Regions from separate parts of the Macaca mulatta genome. Here region 1 is linked to region 2. A link is a contact called in public Hi-C data. All regions are on one chromosome and are shown on one strand. Each heading gives the region's core, a stretch centred on a gene start, on an enhancer-like site or on the middle of the called end of the contact. The rest is flanking DNA. Distances are from core to core; before and after follow the strand shown. Region 1 holds the start of ANKRD39 (ankyrin repeat domain 39). Region 2 overlaps FAM178B (family with sequence similarity 178 member B).

Evidence for each region. A called contact is a pair of places that touch in the nucleus more often than the background predicts.
Region 1: a Hi-C map of fetal cortex germinal zone shows a contact between it and region 2, with 9 times the contacts expected there. The contact joins the promoter of ANKRD39 here to the enhancer-like site in region 2. A contact is called at or near these places in 8 of 14 Hi-C or Micro-C datasets (CD4 T cells, blood, cortical neurons and 4 more).

What each region holds. Positions count from the first base shown.
Region 1 is chr13:5,524,414-5,528,480 of T2T-MMU8v2.0, forward strand. It overlaps ANKRD39 (ankyrin repeat domain 39), which reads right to left and starts at 2,660. Exons shown (of 5, transcript XM_015112915.3): 1 at 2,488-2,660. The coding sequence starts at 2,587.
Region 2 is chr13:5,623,069-5,626,653 of T2T-MMU8v2.0, forward strand. It overlaps FAM178B (family with sequence similarity 178 member B), which reads right to left. Exons shown (of 16, transcript XM_028832190.2): 6 at 376-481. Among named protein-coding and RNA genes, the nearest start is that of FAM178B, 42 kb to the right of the region's middle. Within about 2 kb of position 2,258, at least 12 of the 40 cell types and tissues checked have an H3K27ac peak or open chromatin away from gene starts, as enhancers often do. A contact at or near this core is called in fetal cortex germinal zone and fetal cortical plate, where this site is marked.

The DNA of each region.
Region 1 (4,067 bases), core at 1,410-3,909, 98 kb before region 2:
TAAAAAAAGTCCACAAAACAAAATAGATAAGCATCTTTTCCACATGTAGGAAATAGATAATAAATCAGTAAGCAAACAAAATAATGTAAGATTATAAAGGCTAAGCACAGTGGCTCACGCCTGTAATCCCAGCACTTTGGGAGGCCAAGGTGGGCGGATCACCTGAGGTCAGGAGTTTGAGACCAGCCTGGCCAACATGGTGAAACCTCGTCTCTACTAAAAATACAAAATTAGCCAGGCGTGGTGGCAGGCACCTGTAATCCCAGCCACTCGGTAGGGCTGAGGGAGGAAAATCACTTGAACCTGGGAGGCAGAGGTTGCAGTGAGCCGAGATTGCGCCACTGCACTCCAGCCTGGATGACAAGAGCAAAACTCAGTCTCAAAAAGAAAAGTAAATTTTTTATAAAATGTATTAAAGTTAATATTATTTGTAGGAGAGGTGATATTCCTAAAGAACATGTACCTTTTCTTTTGTTAAGATAGTTTTTTTTTTTGTTTTTTGTTTTTACTTTAAAAATAAATTTTATTGCATATATGAGTTTTACAACACAATGTTATGGGATACATATGGGCAGTAAAAGGGTTACTACAGCGAAGCAGATTAACAAATCTCTAGTGAAGTGGATCCACAAATCTCACACAGTTTCTTTTATTGGTGACAAAAGTACCTAAAATTGGCTTATCAAACACACTCTTGCCATTAATGTTTTAAAGAATGTATTTGTTTGTCTTCACAAAAAAAATGAGGAAATTATTTGCAGTAAAAATTGGTTTTTATGAAAGCAAGATGCCGGGCGCGGTGGTTCACGCCTGTAATCCCAGCACTTTGGGAGGCCAAGGCAGGCGGATCATGAGGTCAGGAGTTCTGAGACCAGCCTGACCAATATGGTGAAACCCATCTTTACTAAAAATACAAAAACTAGCCGGGCATGGTAGCACACGCCTGTAATCCCAGATACTCAGGAGAGTAGAAAAATCAATTGAACCCAGGAGGCGGAGGTTGCAGCGAGCCAAGACTGCGCTACTGCTCCCCAGCCTGAACAAAAGAGGGAGATTCTGTCTCAAAAAAACAAAACAAACAAGCACGATGATGGATACATCAGAGTAACTGGCCTAACTTTGGATAATGCAATGTTTACTTCTTAACAGCACTATTGACATTTATGGGCCGGATGATTACTGTAGGGAGCTGTCCTGTGCGTTGTACCATGTATATAGCATCCCTTGTCTCTACCTACTACACACCTGTAGCACCCTCCCGCCTGTGATAACTCAAAATGTCTCCAGACATTCCCCAAGTCCCTTAAAGGGCAGAACTGTCCCCAGTTGAGAACTACGGTGTTTAGGGAGGGTTTCTGAGGAGATGCCATTGGAGCTGGGATCTGAAGAAAAGCATCAGCTAGCTTAACGGCTGTAGGAAGTTCATTCGAAGGAGACGGGACAAGAAGTCCAATGGCCTTCACTCAGGAAAAGGTCTTGCATATTTGAGACACCAAAACAAGACTAGTGTGGCTGCGGCGTAGTGATTGGGAGAAGAAAAGCACGAGAAATAAAATGAGGGAGAGAAGTAGAGGCGGCAGGGGTGGGTCTACAGAGCTTTGTAGGCCATAACAAGGAATGATCTGATTTCTAATATTCAAAAAGCCGCTCTGGCTGCTATGTGAGAGTAGGAAACCCTGTAGGAGGGCAATCGTGGGGGCGGAAAGACCCTCTTGAGGCAACCACTTCGGCAGTGCAGAGGACAGTGGTGGGAGGGGCGGAGGGAAGTGGGCAGGTGCCAGAACCATGGTAAAGGAAGGGTTCCATGAGAATGCTTGCACAGCAGTGGCAATCGAGGGCTGCATCCGCACGGGTAGCCGACACAGCACAAGTAGCACAATGGCTCCCAACACTCAGAAGAAGCACCTTGCTTTCCCGCCTTCCTCCGTTCCTATTGCCACCATAATCTCTGTATAATCTGGGCCAAACGTGTTATCTCTCTGGGTCCCACAGATGAGATACCGTGCCCTGCCTCGAAGGATACCCGTGCGAAGTTCTTGCCATCTCTAAAGCATGCAGGCTGCCTGGCACCCGGGGCCAAACAAGGGCCAGTGCCCTCCTTCACCGCGCAGCCCCCAGGCCTGCAGCCCCTCGGGGGGTGCAATGCCCCAGTGCAGATTCTGCCCCCCGGCCCCTCTCTCCCACACCTGAGCAGGCTTGCGTCTCCCAGGGGAGGGCGTCTCCCAGGGGAGGTCGTCCCCCGCCACTCGGGAGGGTTTTGGAAACCAGTGTCTCGGCTTCCCCGCCGCCCGCGAAACAGGTGTCTGCTGGCTGAGCTAGTGAGAGGCCCTGGCAGGCTCTCAGTACGCGGGAACCACGAGTCCCGCCCGCCCTCCCGCACCAGGCCCCACGCTCTCGGGGCCCAGTTCACCCGCCTCTCCTCGGCCCCGCGCCTCCTCCTTGGGCCGGGGCCTGGGGAGAGCCACCAGGGCCGCGCGGCCGCCTCACCCCTCTCGAAGTCCATCTCCTCCAGCGTCTGCTGTACGCCGAGCACCGCGCTGGGCTGCGAGCAGCAGGGCCCATCCGCGCAGGGCCTCGGCGTCGCCATCACGGCCCCGGCGCCAGCCGACCTACCCCGGGTCTCACGCGCGGCCTCGGCGGGAGGGGCGGACGCAGGGCCCGCCCCGCGTCCCGGATCTGGCTGCTTGGCGTCCGCGGCTGTCGTCCTAGTCCCGCCTCCTCACCAAAACCTACCAATCAAACGCCTAGGCCTTAGCTCGAGAACCAATTGCAGAGGTAGGGCGGGGCTTGTTGCGCCGGGCCATGCCCCGAGGCGGCCGCGCGAGGGCGTCAGAGGCTAAGCGGAGGCGCTGGGTTCCGGGAGCTGCGCGCCTCGGGAGGGCCTTTAGGCCGCCTGGCCTTGCCGGGTGTGGGGATGAGGCGGCTGGGTCCGGTCGGGAGCTTTCCAGTTACCTTCACCATGACCCAGCCCTCCAGCGACCTCTCTGGCTCCTCTCTTTACCGCCTCTAGTCCCGCCGGGCCGCTAGGGCAGGGAGGCGCCACACGCTCTGCGGTCTCTTTTTTTTTTTTGAGACCGAGTCTGGCTCTGTCACCCAGGCTGGAGTGCAGTGGCGCGATCTCGGATCACTGCAGCCTCCGCCTCCCGGGTTCAAGCGATTCTCCTGCGTCATACTCCTGAGTAGCTGGGATTACAAGCGCCCGCCACCACGCCTGGCTAATTTTTTGTATTTTTAGTAGAGACGGGGTTTCACCGTGTTAGCCAGGGTGGTCTCGATCTCTTGACCTCGTGATCCGCCCGCCTCGGCCTCCCGGAGTGCTGGGATTACAGGCGTGAACCATCGCGCCGGGGCGCGCTCCGCGGTCTTTACCCCCTCTTCCTGGCACCACCCTGGGCCAAGGCCGATTGCCCCCGAGGCAGCGGCAAAGTGACGGCTGGAAAGGTCTCGTCCCCGTACCCCGCTCTTCCTTACAAGTCCAGCAAGGGGCTGGTGGTGGCTACAACTTCTCCTGCTTGTAGCTCTACCTCAAGGGCAGGGGCAGGGCCTTGGTTTGTGTAGAACCCCCTGGCCCCACAGTGGGCGCCGAGTTTACCGAATCGGTCTTCACGATCAAAACCCTCTGGGCGGCCGTCTGCAGACCGTGAACCCGCGCAGCGTGCTCCTCAGCAGACCCCAGCCTTCTCAATTCCCAGTTAAAACCCAGGCAGCTGCCTGCTCACGCCACGATCAAGTGTACAGGGGAGACCTCACTTCCACGGCCTGACTGGTTTAGAAAGGGTGCACGAGCAACAGAATGCAGGTTGGGTTCTGTGCCAGTCCCTCTCCAGGACAGTGGTCTGGTGCACACTGGGTGTAAATTCCTTCCCCCCCCCCAGTTGGGGCACTGAAGACCCTAAGCATTCGTGGTGGGTAGAAGGCTGGAAGTCATTTCTCCTCCCCTAAGCGGGTTGAGAACCCCATCCTCACACAAACAACGATCTCATCTCCACAACCTTCCACTCCTTTGGCCCCTCACTCCCACTAACCGTCCTGAGTTCTGGGAAGGCACCCCCGCCCCCCAACTCCAC
Region 2 (3,585 bases), core at 1,008-3,507:
ACTTGTTGAGGGGCTTGGACCCGTTCATTGAGAGGTTAGACAGTAAGTCCACTGGGTACACCAGGTCCCTCAGGAAAGCCACGCTGAGGGCACAGGCAGCACCCAGAGACACATCCTCGAGGGAAGCAGAGGCTCCCAGTGCTCGCCGCTCTGGGAGACCACAGGCGAACCCCCTGCACCTCCCTGACCTTGGCATTCTTAGCACTATGGTGGGGATCGATGCCCAATCAGCTCTCCTCCCTCCTCCCACCCAGCCTGAGCCCAGCCCAGGAGCACCTAAGGCAAGAGGTGAAGTGCCCACCCCTCGGCGTGCGGGCCTGCCAGGCCACCAGACTGCAGCGCTCCCGCCACCTAGTGGCAGGCCCGCGTCCTCACCTGGAACAGCCACCGGAGCAGGGGCGCCGGGCAGTCAGGCATGTGCAGGTAGAGGGTGCTCAGGAGGCCGCTGTGCAGGAAGGACAGCTGTTGGGCCGGCGGGGAGCTGGGGGCAGAGGACTGAGGTTAGGGGAGGCCTCTGTGCCGGCACACTTGTCTCGTCACCGCGGGAGGCTGTCACTACCCAGCTTCACTGGCTGTTGGGAAGCAAATCTGTAACACTAGAGACAAATGTGCTTTTCGAGCCCTCAATGCACGGATCTGTCAGAAGGAAAAGAACCCAGGTGAGCATCAGAATCACCTGCTCTTCTTGCATGTTGCATGAACACACCTCACAGCGTTTAAAATACACGGCAGATAGCTGGATGCTGTGGCTCACGCCCGTAATCCCAGCACTTTGGGAGGCAAAGGCGGGTGGATCACGAAGTCAGGAGTTCAAGACGAGCCTGGCCAATATGGTGAAACCCTGTCTCTACTAAAAATACAAAAATTAGCCAGGCATGGTGGCGTGCACCTGTAATCCCAGCTACTCGGGAAGCTGAGACAGGAGAATTACTTGAACCTGGGAGGCAGAGGTTACAGTGAGCCAAGATCGAGCCACTGCACTCCAGCCTGGGCAACAGGGCAAGACTCCGTCTCGAACAAACAAACAAAACACGGTAGGGCAGTGCAGTCTGCCCTTTCCATTTGGCCACAGGGGAAGGTGGGATATTTGCCAGGGGTGTGGAAAGGTGAGGAGTGAGGCCAGGAGTGGGTGTCTTAGCCTCGGGTTCCTCCAGCTGCAAGGGGCGGGCAGGATTACCCCTACGAGGCCAGCGTCTCGAGATCCGGTTACACAGGGCGTTTCTGCTCTGCCCTATGTTTTTCAGACACAAAGGGGACACCTGAGAAGACGGGAAAATAACAGAAAGGGGCCCGGGATGAAGACATTCTGGGAAGGAAATACCAAACAGGAGTTCCATAGAGGATTCTTCAAAAACCACGTGAGCCGCAAGTGTCCCAGATTCCAGGGATGGAGGCATGCTCAGACCAGCCACGCGGCTGTGGCCGTGACCGTATGCCCATTCATGCTACCCCCTCGGGCCTCTTTCTCCTAACAGGAGCTCTCAAAATCAGCACTGGTGTGGAGATGAGCCCTGCCTCGGGGACCGCTGACCTGGTAGATCACTTTGACCTACAAGATTCCAGGTCTCTGCAAAATGAGTTGTTGCAATGTTTCGTATGGTTGTAGGGCCTCTGGTAGGAAGTGCTTCAGAAGTTATTTTATAGGAGGTTGGCTGGACTTTTGTCACCGTTCCTGAGCTCCCGGTCATCCCCAGAGAGCCTGGGTTTGGGGTAGGATTCTCCTACGTCCTGTGCATTTTGTGACCACCATCTTTGCTTGCTCTCTCTAGACCGCATCCCAAAGATAAGTAACATGGATTCCAGGAAATGAAAACGTAGTTCACGTTTGTTTTTCTTTTTAACGGCCCAAATGCATGCAAAGAACATTTCAGAAAGTACTTAACGTTGCCACCCTAGATAAAAAGTTTTCCAGTTTTTCAGTCAGCCCAACCTCCTCCTTCTGCTCCTCCTCCTTCTCCTTTAAAAAGGACGTCATACTATAATCTGCCAGGAACAGAATGCTACAAAACAAAGATTATCCTCTGGGCCAAGCTGCTGTCTCTCTGAGAATGTCCAGGCAATTTACAAATTGCATGTTTTTTCTCTAAGTCATTTAGGTTCAGAGGAGAAAGCAGCTTTGTTCCCGTGGTGGTGAAGTTTACCGCCCTGAAATAGACCTTCGTTTGTACATACAAACACGTGTGCACCCCAGGACTGCTGGCATGCTCCACGCTATCCACGTGCCCAGTCACATGGAGACTTTCATGGACTGACCCCAACAAGACGCGTGTGGTTCAAGAACATGCACAGCAGCCTGAACACAGACAATACCCATGTAAACAACGTCTGGAGGACCTTGCGAATTGGCAGAACCCCGACAACGGCCATGTGGTGAGGAGGCTGGCGCTTCAGGGACTCTAAGGAGACGCTGGCTCTGGCATTCTGCTGGAGGGGGCACCCCGCCAGTTTCTTAGTGGGAGAATTGATTGTACAAGGCCCTGTTGGCTCAGATCAACACATTTCTAACCGCTGCTCCAAGGGAGAGACCCCACAGTTTCAACGTCTCCCTTCTGCTACGTGGGCCTCGCAGTTTCTGCCAGAGGAATGACGGATTGGCCTCTGAGTTCACTGCTGCTGAGAAAATTTTGACTATGGGACCGGGAGCAAGAGAAAGCCAGAAAGGACATAGGCCTGCTCTGCCCTGGGATGACTGGCTTTCAAGGAATTCTGTGTTTAGGGTTAGAGGCAAGGACTCCCTTCTGCAGGCTGAATGCACGCTCGGCGGGGAGGGAGCGCTGCTTCGCCCTGGCTCAGCCACAGGCCCTCCCACGTCCTTCAGGGTGCCACAGGGTGACCTTGAGCTTGGCTGCTGGGCAGGGAATGGGCCTCGTGTACAGACAATGCCCTGACTCTGGGGAAGGAAGCAGGGTCCCAACAGCAGCACCTGGGCTGGGAAGCCTGGAGGAAAAGGGGAAAAGGAAAGGGGGTGGGAGGCGTGTGTGGTGAAAGCTCAAACGCCTTGGGTGACGGAATTGGCTGTTGTCAGAGTCATGTCCCCACATCAAGAACAGAGAGGCTGGGTCCAAGGCGGTCCCTTTGTCCACGGCCAAGCCAATGCTGAGGTCAGATGTTATCCTGAGAATGCTGGAGGACCCTGGAGGGAGAGAAGGAGGGACAGAGCCTCCGTCGGCAGCAGATGCCGCACGGGCCTGGCTGAGTGGGAAGCCCCCAGCTGTCAGCCCTGAGGGTCCCATGAAGGGAGGTTCCCATCAGAGTCCTCAGCTGTGATTGGAGATGAGGGAGCAGTCAGAGTCAACACTGGTAATCCCCAGCCACAACCGCAATGACAGCGGGCAGGTGCCTGCCTCCACCCTCACTGCCCACTGGAGCAGAAGGAAGCAAGGGGAGGACATCAGCTACAACTGGGAAACCCACAAAACCAGTGACAGCAAATGGGGGCAGCTGGGCTCAGCACACGGGGCTTTCCGAGCAGAGCTCTGGCCAGCTTCATCTTGGAATTTCTGTTCCTCATCACGCCCAAGGGAAGATTCTTCCCGCCTCAACCTCCTCATTTATTTTATGGGCAGCGGTCCCAGAGGGCAAGGT